Linked DNA regions of Astyanax mexicanus: region 2 is linked to region 1. Evidence: chromatin contacts called from public Hi-C data. All regions are on one chromosome and are shown on one strand. Each heading gives the region's core, a stretch centred on a gene start, on an enhancer-like site or on the middle of the called end of the contact. The rest is flanking DNA. Distances are from core to core; before and after follow the strand shown.

Region 1 (6,339 bases), core at 1,784-4,283:
TTATTGTGATTCAGTGGGTCAATTCAATAAAAAGAACTCAATTAATAGCCATTGTTCTGTTGTTTTATCATCATTTTCAGTCTTTTTATTAATCAGATTCTTCTTGTTTAGAATCTACATAATTACATAATTAAAAACTGTGTTTCTGAGTAAAATCTTTGTTTTAGTCAATTTTTTAAATATTCTATAAATAAGAAAAGTTAGATTGTTGTAATGCAGTCACAGTGCAGAGCCAATTCAATACAAAAAAGAGCACAATTGAAATCAGTCATTTGTTTATTTTATCATCATCATCATTATTCAATACACAGAAACATGGGAATACAGTCAGTGTAATGTTTATCAGTTCAGTTTTTATAAAAAAGGAAATTGAGTGTAAAACTTTATTATTTATTTTTGCTCATTTGGTATCCTGAGGAAGAAATTGGTTTAATAATTTTTCAGATTTTCTTTTTTTTTTTTTTTTTAATAGTTTGTATAATCAGGATCTGAATTCCAGGGGGAAAATACATTTTAAAAGATTTTTAAAACTTTTAAATTTTTAGACTTTTAATTTTTTTAAATCTGAAATAAATTGTAATATCAGAAAACTGAATAGAATTTATTTTTATTTTTTTTTTCATGTATATCTGATCGTGAGGATATACAAGAAGAGAAAATCTTGAAAATTGGGAAAAATTATTGAAACCCAAAATCTTCTTTAGTATATCAAATGGAAAACATATATATTTTTTATTTAGCTTCAATCGGTCGAAAATACATCTGATAAAACTTACGCTGACCCAATACAATGTAGTAGCTCAATGTATTTATTTAAATATTGTTAAAGAAACACATGCACACTTATTTGTTGCTGCAGTTATTTGAACAGCCACAGTGTGGCAGAGCAGAGACACTGATCAGCAGCTTCAGTGTCCAAATTTCAACCTTCTCACTTTCAAACTGCTCACTTTAGCTCCGCCCACAAAATTTTCATTGGATTAAGGTCAGAACTTTGACCTTCAACCATTCTTCGGTAGAGTGACTTGTGTGCTGAGGGTCATTGTCTTGCTGTATGACCCACCTTCTCCTGAATTTCTGGTCATGGACAGATATCCTGATAATTGAAAATTCAAGCTGAACTGCTTGAATTTTTGCACCAGGAGTAAAGCAGCATAAAGTTATCCAAAAGCAGCGTGTAAGACTGGTGGAGGAGAACATGATGCCAAGATGCATGAAACTGTGATTAAAACCAGGATTATTCCACCAAATATTGATTTCTGAACTCTTAAAACATTATGAATATGAACTTTTTTTCTTTGCATTATTTGAGGTCTGAAAACTCATCTCAAAACTCAAACTGCATCTTTTTTTTGTTATTGAAGGCATTTCTCATTTTTTGCAAATAAATGCTCTAAATGACAATATTTTTATTTGGAATTTGGGAGAAATGTTGTCTGTAGTTTGTAGAATAAAACAACAATGTTCATTACTCAAACATATACAGTAACTATAAATAGCAAAATCAGAGAAACATATTCAGAAACTGAAGTGGTCTTTTCATGTTTTCCCAGAGCTTTATATACATTGATTTTTGTGCTATAACTATTTGTTAAAAAAAAAACAATGTTCTTTTTTATTTTACAACTTCAGTTCTATACATACAGATAGATACTAAGTTCACTGCTAGTAAAAAAAAATGGAGTCAATATTGTAATATGTGTGAGAATCAATTCTCATAAAGTAACACTTTGATTGGAGGCATCTATGTTTCAGTATTGATCCACCTGTTCCTGTTCTTGCTCATTAAATAAATGAGTGATGTTGGGTCTGTGAGTTTCGATCAGCTCTGTTCTCAGCCACGTTCTGCCTAAACTGAGATATTCGTCATCAGACCGGTGAAAGCAGCAGCAGCTCTTAAGCGAAGGCTGAATTTAAAAGCACTCAATCGTTTGTCCTTCGCTGCTCGGCTCCTTCACTGCAGCGTCCTTGACTTTCAGCTGCACTGTGCTGATTGTGTTCAGTGGAGCGAACCCTGTATGTGAGAGCTCTCTGGTGAGTGTGTCTCCAGCAGCGAGTAAATATGTTTTTATTGTGTGTTCTTTAAGTTCTTAAAGTTCAACTCCAGAGATGATATACAGCATATTCAGTCTGTATACTGATGGTGATATTTGGCCTTGTGGAAAAAAGGGATAATACAGTGTGTGTATATATATATATATATGAATAGGCAGCTCTGGAAAAAAATAAAAGAGACCCCTTCAGTTTCTGTATCAGTTTCTCTGATTGTGCTTTTTATAGGTTTATGTTTGAGTAAAATGAACATTGTTGTTTTATTCTATAAACTACAGACAACATTTCTCCCAAATTCCACATAAAAATATCGTCATTTAGAGCATTTATTTGCAGAAAATGAGAAATGGCTAAAATAATAAAAAAGATGCAGAGCTTTCAGACCTGAAATAATGCAAAGAAAACAAGTTCATATTCATAAGGTTTTAAGAGTAACAGAAATCAGTATTTGGTTGAATAACCCTGGATTTAATCTTTTTTTTTTTTTTTTCGTGCATCTTGGCATCATGTTCTCCTCCACCAGTCTTACACACTGCTTTTGGATAACTTTATGCTGCTTTACTCCTGGTGCAACAATTCAAGCAGTTCAGTTTGGTGGTTTGATGGCTTGTGATCATCCATCTTCCTCTTGATTATATTCCAGAGGTTTTCAATTTGGTAAAATCAAAGAAACTCATCGTCTCAGGTAGGCGAATTGAATTGATTAGTAATTATAAAACTGCTTGAGCCCCTCATTAACATTGACAGCTGGTGATGAAATGAGTTTATACACAAATTATAACACTGATCTGGTCTGAAGATCATCAGTAACTCGTCTTGTGTTTCCTCTCTTAGCCTGTAGCAGTAGCACTGACGCTAGGCTAGCCTGCAGGCCTGCCATGTGATCCGTAAATGAAGTGGGTCATCGCTGACCATCCTCTTCCTCTGTTCGTTCAGATGAGGTAGCTGGATGCAGCCCGATGGCTTTTAAACCGTGTGAGCTGATGAGAGCCGGCTGGGAAGATAATGGCTGTGGCTGAAAGCTGCCCCGGCCGCCTTTTGAAGCCCTTTCTTCTGGCTACTCTCTCACAGTTGAGTAGAGATTGGAGCTGTGTGTTGGGCTGTATCAGTGCCGGTGGTGGGTGGAGAGCGGGTGGAGGGTGGATAAGGCCAGCCATGATGAATCATCTCCTAACCCTGGGTGGAGCACCAGGAGTAAAGCAGCATAAAGTTATCCAAAAGCAGCGTGTAAGACTGGTGGAGGAGAACATGATGCCAAGATACATGAAAACTGTGATTAAAAAACAAACCAGGGTTATTCCACCAAATATTGATTTCTGAACTATTAAAACTTTATGAATATGAACTTTTATTTTCTTAAGTTTTAAAGGGCATTTTCATCAACAATGATCCATAAACATGCTATTCTATGTCTGATTTTTGTCATTGTTAGACATCTAAACCAAGCCATTCCACTGTTAATCCTGTCTACGTATCATCTTTGCTTGGATTACAATGACAAAAAAAATAAATAATAAGTTCAGCTTTTTTACCAGCATTTCTTACTGCATGTTCAGCCCCATTGCAACAAGGCAAGCAAACCAGTCAATTGCCTAGGGTTCGAGCTGACAGTGATGGATTATGCATTGAATGACTAAGCTGAAACAATAAATTGTGCAGATGTAATCTTGACAGTTTTTTGTCATTTTTATGTTTTTATAAGATTTGATTTACTGTAAAACTCCAGATGATGACACATAATGTACATTTATATTTCTACCAAATGTCAAATATCTACCAGGTCAGTGTGAGGCAAATTAATTTCTTCCCCTAGAGTAAAATCATGCAACAAAAGGGTTAAATAATAGATCAGTGTGAAAATAACGACTCCTCACTGTTGAACAAATATGTATTTACCGGTAGTTAGCGACAGTGAAAAGCTATGACCCGACACTGTGTTAAACCTCTGTAACAATGTTCTATTTTCTATTCATTTGGGCTGGCTTTGAAAATCACAGAACCCAGAAACACTAATTCTCTGTGCAGTGCTAGAAAATCTAGTTAACCTCTGCTAATCCCTCCCCATTAAACTACACACAATGACACAAAGCCTTTCAGATCTCCCAACAAATCCTTCTGTGAACTAGAAAACAGCACAGAAGCACCTGCATCAGAACCACACGCCATAAACTTTGACTGTATTTGCAGGAGGAGTGATATGGGCAAGAATGGGCAGAGATGTTTTAGAGTTACAATGAGAACAAGAGCTGTCCTAGCTTATACCAGTGATGGAGAGAGAGAGAGAAAGAAAAAGGGATAGAGAAAAAAAGAGGTATAGAGATGGAGACAGTGTGTGAGAGAGGGATAGAGATGGAGAGAGAGCAAGAGGGAGAAAAGAGAGAGAGTGTGTGAGAGAGGGATCGAGAAAGAGACAGAGCGAGAGAAAAAAAGCACAAGAGAGAGAGAGATAGTGAAAGAGAGACAGAGAAAGAGAGAGAGGGATGGAGATAGAGGAAAAGAAAGAGAGTGTGTGAAAGAGGGATAGAGAAAGAGACAGAGCGAGAGAGAAAAAGCACAAGAGAGACAGTGTGTGTGCGAGAGAGAGAGAGACAGAGAGAGATAGTACGAGAGAAAGGGATAGAGAGAGAGAGACAGAGAGAGATAGTGAGAGAGAGAGAGAGGGATAGAGAGGCTCTGCTGCAGACAGACTGAATTAAACAGCAGGACTCCTGACACTCTCATGTCTGATGGATTACTCTCAATATGAATGGAAGCTCCATTGCAACTGTCTGACAAGATAACCCGTATGGACGAGCGTCTGGCAGACAGTGCGGTGACAGTGTCATCTGCTGTCTCACTGCTATTGTTCCTACTGACACTCATCACGTAATTCATCATTTGCATATATAAGAACCACAAAGCAGAACCTGGTTAGCAGAACATTTTAATATTCTTATATAAAATTGAAAAGTGATAAGCGAGTGATTTGTCTGGCCTGGTGTTGCTTTTTGTATGCACAATTCCAGGCAGATACCACCAGTCATGATCATTACCACCCACTGCGCTGTCCACTGTAGGTGGTTATGCCTGTGGATTGAGGAATGTTAAATAACCACAAAACTGAAAACTAATGTAATTCCACATCCATCTGGTGCCCACTATCACCCACCTTGCTGAGTATTACTGGAGCCTGCTAGAGTAGTTCAACAAGGATCCTACTTTTTAGTACATTTAAATCTCATTCACATTGAGCAAACAAGTTAGCATTAGCATCCCCCCTCCGAGTTTTCACTACCACCTTAAATTCCACCTTAATTGTGGCAGCTTGACCAGTAGTTCCAAAACAAGTTGTAGTTTTATTCAAGCTAACATTAATGACAAATTATTATTTTTTGTTTGTCACTCAGTGCTTGCTCGAGCACTTAAACAAGACATGTCTCATTTTTAGTAAACTTATTCTTAATCCAAACATTTTCCATAATAAATTTTTTTTTTTAAACTTTTCTGACTGACATTGTGTGGAAGTGTTCGAGGATCGCAGTCAAGTGTATATTTACATTACAGACACTGTTGTTGTGTTATTAAATAATGATAATAAAATTTATATAGCTGTCAGGTTAATTCTTAATATTTAGAATAATGGTAGTTTGTGTGTTTCTTATACAATTGCAAAATTAGTACAAATACAGTTTGGTTTATTAAATAAAATGCTGAAAAATCTAAATTAGCTTTTTACCTTGAAAAAAATCATTAACAGATTAATCGATTATGAAAATAATTATTAGTTAGTTGCAGCACTACTGGCCAGTGTTTAACCTCCCTTTCAACAGCTCAGTGATACAGTATTTACAGTATGCACAGAGCGTCTTGCGCACACACATACTGCTTCTCGTGATCAGGATTTTAACTGGCATTTTTCATCAGGATAATGCTCATCCACATTGGAATGTTCTAAATTAGGCCTGAACGGGTTCAATATCACTGACATGACAGTATTCTCATCACTGTGATTTTAAAGCTTCTATTTTTGGGGGGTAAAAATGCTACATAATGCTGTGCCATATGAGATAAGCTGAATATCGAAGAAGAAACTCTAGTCTGAAAACCTGCTGTTCTTTCCTGATGTTCACTCACTCTCAGCTTCTTCCAGTCTTTTCTGCAGTGGCTCTAATCTCTCTCAGTTTAACTTCATTTAAAGAACCGTATGCATGGATTTCTGGGTGAAGGCAGAGTGTGAGCTAATCGGAGTGGCTGAGCTGCACATAGGGATTATACACACGCCTAAGATATTAAACCTCATCACTCTGA
Region 2 (6,339 bases), core at 2,819-5,318, 61 kb after region 1:
AAGCGGAGAGGGTGCGCATTTCTAGCGCAGAAAAACGGGCCAAAGAGTCTAAAAGTTGCCGTAATTAAGGAGTTTAATATTAAGACTGTCAAAGATAAAGATAGTAAGTCAAGTAAAATGGTGTGTAAATGAAATAATCAGGAAAATGTATTATTTAAAGTGGTATATTTCATTATTTGTTTTATTAGTTTATTAGTCTGTGGCCCGTGACTTCAAATATATTTCTCCTTCTGGCCCCCAACAAAAAAAATTTGGACACCCCTGCTGTAGATGCTCAGTTCTGTACGTTCTGTAAAGTTAATTCCAGTTTTGAGGCCAGTTAGTAAAGAGCTGTCGCGTGAGAAATGCGTGAAATGCGTCCTAAAGTTTGTGGACACCCATGCAGCCAACATTTCCTCTGAAATGAAGGGAAATAAGTCGACACTTTCACACGTTTTTCAGCTTCTGCTCTTCAGCAAAGGCTTTCAGTAACTTTGCTGTTTAGATTAGATCATTAGAGCATTATTGATGAGTCAGGAACTGATGTTAGATTATTAGTTCTGGGTCAGTTTAACTTCTGAATCCTGAAAGTACTGAATGGAGCTGAATCTCTGTAATCTCTGGGAGGCTTTAAACCACTTTAGCTGATGCTTAGCTTTGGGCTTTGGGCATGGTGCGCCCTAAAGTAGCCGAATTTAGCATTTTAGATAGATAGAAAAAATAGAAAAATAGATTCATAGATAGATGGATAGCTAAATTAGCATCTGCTATGCTAAACATGCTAGACATGCTAAAACAAAAGATATTTTATCTAAGATTATTTATGCACTACCTTTTGTCAGATTGCACATTCAACATTAATATTACTGTACAGAATATTAAATTATATTTGTTTTATGTTAATTTCATTGGGCCTTATGCTTCTGAAAAGAAAAAAAAACAGAGAAAACATAGAAAAATGAAAACGGAAAGCTTTAACGACTACATAGTGATGTCAAAACTTTTATTTTATTATTTTATTCTTCAATCTTTTATTCGATGCATTTGAACAGTTTTACTGTTACTTTGAACAGTGTACTTTACTTGCACTTAAAACAAAACATCAAAAAGTCTCTCAAAACGAAGTTCATGAAGTGATGGAAGACATAAACACAACAGTTTTGTATGATCTAAATGTAATAATGTAATATAAACAGGGAATATAGGAAACAGTACTATTTTTGTACCAGCTTGAAATTCCTTTTTGAAGAAATGAGATTCTGATGGGAGGAGTTCTTCTCACTGTGTGGATTGTTTCTCTTCATGGAGAAGAAGTTGCTCCAGATTTGGTCGTTTGAATATTTTATCTACAGGTTCTACACTGGCCCTGCTTATGGATATCAGTAGGGGATCAGTAGAGGTTAAACTTTGGCTCTTTTTTGGGTTCTACACTGCATTTAGGACCTAGATGGGACCAGTGTGAGATTACAGTGGGCTGTAAAGACGCAACCATACATGGATAAACCCACTCAGAGCCCATGATCTACACATGATCTCCACCTGAGCAGGTTGCTGACTGGTAATCAGTGTGGTAATATTGTGTATCAGGTACAGAATAATCAATACCCTCCAATAATACAGAAGAGTGAATCTAGCAGGACTGATCAGAGAGCTATTTTGCTTTGTATTGGCTTGCATGCCAAACTTTTGTGAATAAAAAAAAAAACATACTGAGGAACATGCTGTCTCTGAGTTTACTGTGAATTGATAACAGTATAACAGTTTTAATGTATTGTGATGTACAGTGGCTTGCAAAAGTATTCATCCCATTAAGTAGTCTAAAATTTTTAACAGGTAGATCTGTGCAGCTCTGCCTCCCTCTACAGGCACAGTTTGGTGTCGCCTCAGGTAGGAGCTTTAAAAAAACTGATTTTGTGGTCAAAATATCAAACTGACACATTTGTGTTGTAATAAATGTGTATTTATGCGAATACGCATTAATTAAAACATGATGGTGGTGGCCTCAATTATACTGTAAATAAACAAAAGCACTTTACTCACCCAAATAAACAGTATTAAGGAAATAAATCTAGACTAGACTACATTCAGGACTAGTTTGAAAGAAACTTTAAAAGAAAAATGTATCTAAAATCACAAATGCTAATATAACACCTTCTTTAAGACTAATGATTTCATGTGACACCGCTGTATATAAACTTGTACTTAGCAAAGTAGTAGCTAAAATGTTTTTTTCTTCTGCATTAATAGCCAACAGCCGTTTTTTTAACTCAACAGAGAAACATTTTAATGGAAAATGATTCAATGGACCGAATGTCCTTTAATTATTTAAGCTTAAAATCGACATTATACTATGAAATGTGGAAGAAGGCAGTAGAATAAATCTGATTGACTTGTAGCTATGTAACATTTGTGCTATTTATTTATGGAATCTCTTATCTCTATGTTTAATAACACTAAACACTGCCTTACTTCCTTGGTGTGCTCCCTATAATTTTAGTTTTTTTTTTAGTTGTCTGTTTGTTGAGATTGATTAATTTGCTGTGTTATATTTCTGTACATTGCAATTACATTGAATCCTGTGGAAGCCCATTTCTTTCTTCATTCTTCATTATGGTGCTGCTCATAAGAGGCGTAGATCCATTTTTCTCTGTAAAGCTGCTTTGTGGCAATTTTGTTGTAAAAAGCGCTATATAAATAAAATGTAATTTAATTTAAACATTTTTTTTTTTAATCCGGCACATTTTTTTTCTTATTGTTAAGTAAATTATGTAAAATCTTATATGTTTAGATATTTGTGACTTACTATCTCTGAATTATTACTTACTATCTCAAAAATAATTACATAGTATATCAAAGTAATGAGATAGCAGTTTACGTAATAATAAAAAAAATTGATCATTTTTTTTAGTTGGCAGGAATGGACAAAAAAACAGAAAACGAAAAACAAGGGTGTACAAATTAGAAATAGGATTGGGCCTAACTAGTACACTTGTTTTTGCCTGATCAGTAAGTCATCTGGATCGACGGTTAGTGGGCTGTGATAACAGATTTAGGGAGAACTTCACATACACATACGTCTCTTAGACTGACGCCGCCTATCGGTGCTGACCTTCAGCGTGGCCGCCATATTGGATGGGTCTCCCCTGCGCCCCCAGTGCATTATTTTGTACTGATACAGCTATAATAGTCACAACTCTACCAATTTGACCAGATTTTTAACCGACCTTCAACGCTAGAATGTGTTTGAAGTAACGTCTGTTTAAATGTTAAATGGTTGTGCAAACATTGAAATGTTAACGTTGAATCAACATAATGTCCTCAACCTTCTGCCTTTTGATTAAGTATTTTACATTTCAAAACGAAAAAAACTGTTGAATGAAGGAATGAAAAGAGTTTTTATTCAATTTGCAGTTATTGGTTTTTAATATAGTGCTTCATTATCTAGGGGTATGTTCATGTTCTATTAGTTTTACTGTTGTGTTTTTGAGATCAGATGTTCAGTAAACAGATTGGTAGTGGTGGGTAACATTCTTTATACTCAGCATCACTACAGTGATGTAAGTTAATTGTTAAAACACTCTCAACAACAGGATTTTTAGTTTTTAGTGAGCTTTGGTTTATTAAAGGTTGAACATACAATGTTCATTCACTTTTCAAAATCAGCACCAAATCCAATCAATCCAACCAATCAAAATGCCAGCTGGGTAGTTTATAGAATAAAACAACAATTGTCATTTTATTTAAACATATACCTATAAATAGCAAAATCAGAGAAATTTATTCAGAACTGTTTATATACATATATTGTTTCGTCGTGTATATATGGCCTTGCTTTGTAAAGAGGTCTATCTAAAAAAAAATAGAAATGCAGTTAATACAAACTAGTTAGTAAGTTCTCTTGAAATAATACCTTTATAAAATATGAGAAATAGTGTAAACATAAAATAACATAAAATTCAAAGTTGTATTATCAAGTCAAGCTTTTCTGTAACCTCTTCATTTATAAGCTGCTATAGTGCTGCTATAAGCTGCTATAGTGCTAGCCTATAGTGAAAAGACCCAACCAATATGGCGGCGTCGCTGGATTACGCTCGAGCCCGTGATAAGGCGTCTATCTATGGTTGCTCAGTGAGCGTTTAAGGAAGTGTCAGAAAGCGGAGTTTACAGAACTGAGGTAAACATGGATAAACTGCGCCGAGTTCTGAGCGGCCGGGAGGACAACGAGGAGCTGGGTCTGACCGCGCAGGTGAGGTTCTCCGCGGGGTGAGCTCGGCTCAGTTCCCGGGGTCTGTGTTTAGTTAAGCGCGGCTGTTTCTCTACGTGCGGAGAAACTCAACCAGCTAGCCGCGGCTAATGCTAATCAGCTAGTTTACACTGCAGACTGACGGTCAGCTACGCTAAGCTAAGATAGGCTAAGCTAAGTAAATAGCCATTGACTGTAAACTTCAGACAGACGTTTATTAACTTTACTCACGTTTGTATTTATTCTTAACGGACACAATGCTATCATAGTACACTGCATTAATCTAGTGTTAGCTAAGTTAACGTTACCTAGATAAGCTAGCTTGATTAACTGACTCTCTACACTGTGAATTAAGTACTAAAATACTGTATCTGTATCTACTGGAGTATTATTTTTACTTCACTACTTTTCTTAAGTACTAAAATGCTGTATCTGTATCTACTGGAGTATTATTTTTACTTCACTACTTTTCTTAAGTACTAAAATGCTGTATCTGTATCTACTGGAGTATTATTTTAACCTCATTAACTTACTGTACTAAAGTACTAAAATACTGTATCTTTATTTACTGGAGTAACCTTATTATTTTTTACTACCACTTTTACTTTACAACATGTTTTGGATGAGTTCAATACTTTTATTTTTATTTTATTGTTACATGTTTCAATTATAAAAAATGTTTTTTTTTTTTAGATAGGCAGCAGGATAGCAATGGATTTTTGTACAGTTTGTTTGATTACAATGTCGGCTGCATGTTGTATGTGTTACACAAAGTCTATCTATAGATAGCATTTAACTAAAGCATATCTTAATTGTTACTGATATTAACTAGCTAGCTGTCAGACTACAATTTATGTTTGCTCTATAACTTACATTAGCTATCTAACCTAGTTAACATAAATTAACGAATTACAGTACCATTTAATGCGTGAACAAATGTATATGTACCAGTTTCTTGTTTACGCTTTTAACACATATATTATTAAGTGTCTACTTTAATTTTAATTTCACTGTCTGCCTGATGTAACAATTATTTGTGCCACTAACATTACATGCTTTCAGAGGATGGATGATAAGAGGTAAGGTTATGATCTCTATATATGTATAGTGTATAAAAAGTCTTTAGACTTTAGAGGGACTTTGTTGAAAGAGTGAACCTGGCTATGAAATGTGTTTAAACAGTGTGAAGTACATGTTTAGACTCTAGAAAGTAGGACACTTAAGTTGCAAGGTTTATGATTGATTTATTGACAGATAGAGATAGTTTGAACCATCACCATTAATCCTGAACAACAGTAAACAGTTATTATGTCAGACATGCACTTATGACCACAGCATTATGAGTTTATGGCATGCGTGATTTGATTTAGATGCGATACCAAAGACATACTCATACCATTGCAGATTATTGTTAACCTACAATAATAATTTTACCTCCCCATTTATAGTTTATAGAGTCTAAAATCTGTGGGTAAAATTTATCCTGTAATTCTGTTCTGTAGTTCAATTGTAGTTCACATTGTCCTTTGTCAGGGCCAAGACTTCTGAATAGAAATCAGTACCACAGAGCTGTATTTAGAATGAGTTTATATGTTGAAATACACCCACAGGAGTATGATGTCAAAAAACTTAAGAGATAAGAGAGATGTACAGGTCGTGCTGGGTATCGAAATTTAATACTAAAAAGGAATCGACAGAAATAACTCATTACTATACTATTACTATTTACATAACTGTGCCAATAAAGAGAGCACACATCGAGGTTATATAAATACGCTGTGTGAGAGTAATTGTTGCTTTATGTATTTTTTGGTTACAATAAAAAAAAGCTATCTAAAAAAAGTATTGCTTGGCTATCGGTATTTATATTGAATTTAAAGTATTATATTGGTATTGAAAACTATAAAAAAAACTATACGCAGCCCTATTGTACAGGACCATTCATACAAATAACTTGGAACTGCTGTGCATGTTCTTTAATCAGCCTTAGCTTTATGTATAATTGTTGTTTGGATGTTGTATGATCATTTGTAAACTTCTTACCTTTACTTTTTTTTTTTACTATCTTATCTGGTTATGTAAATATTCTGTGTTGTATGTCATTTGTAGTGGTTGTT

What was found. A called contact is a pair of places that touch in the nucleus more often than the background predicts.
Region 2: a contact with region 1 is called in a Hi-C map of muscle, with 12 times the contacts expected there. The contact joins the promoter of sft2d1 here to the enhancer-like site in region 1. A contact is called at or near these places in 2 of 3 Hi-C or Micro-C datasets (both in muscle).

Annotation. Positions count from the first base shown.
Region 1 is chr7:3,581,393-3,587,731 of AstMex3_surface, forward strand. It overlaps rnaset2 (ribonuclease T2), which reads left to right. Exons shown (of 11, transcript XM_049481565.1): 11 at 1-51. Among protein-coding and RNA genes, the nearest start is that of rps6ka2, 8.1 kb to the right of the region's middle. Within about 2 kb of position 3,034, the one cell type or tissue checked has an H3K27ac peak away from gene starts, as active enhancers do.
Region 2 is chr7:3,641,415-3,647,753 of AstMex3_surface, forward strand. sft2d1 (SFT2 domain containing 1) reads left to right here and starts at 4,069. Exons shown (of 8, transcript XM_007238547.3): 1 at 4,069-4,225. The coding sequence starts at 4,160.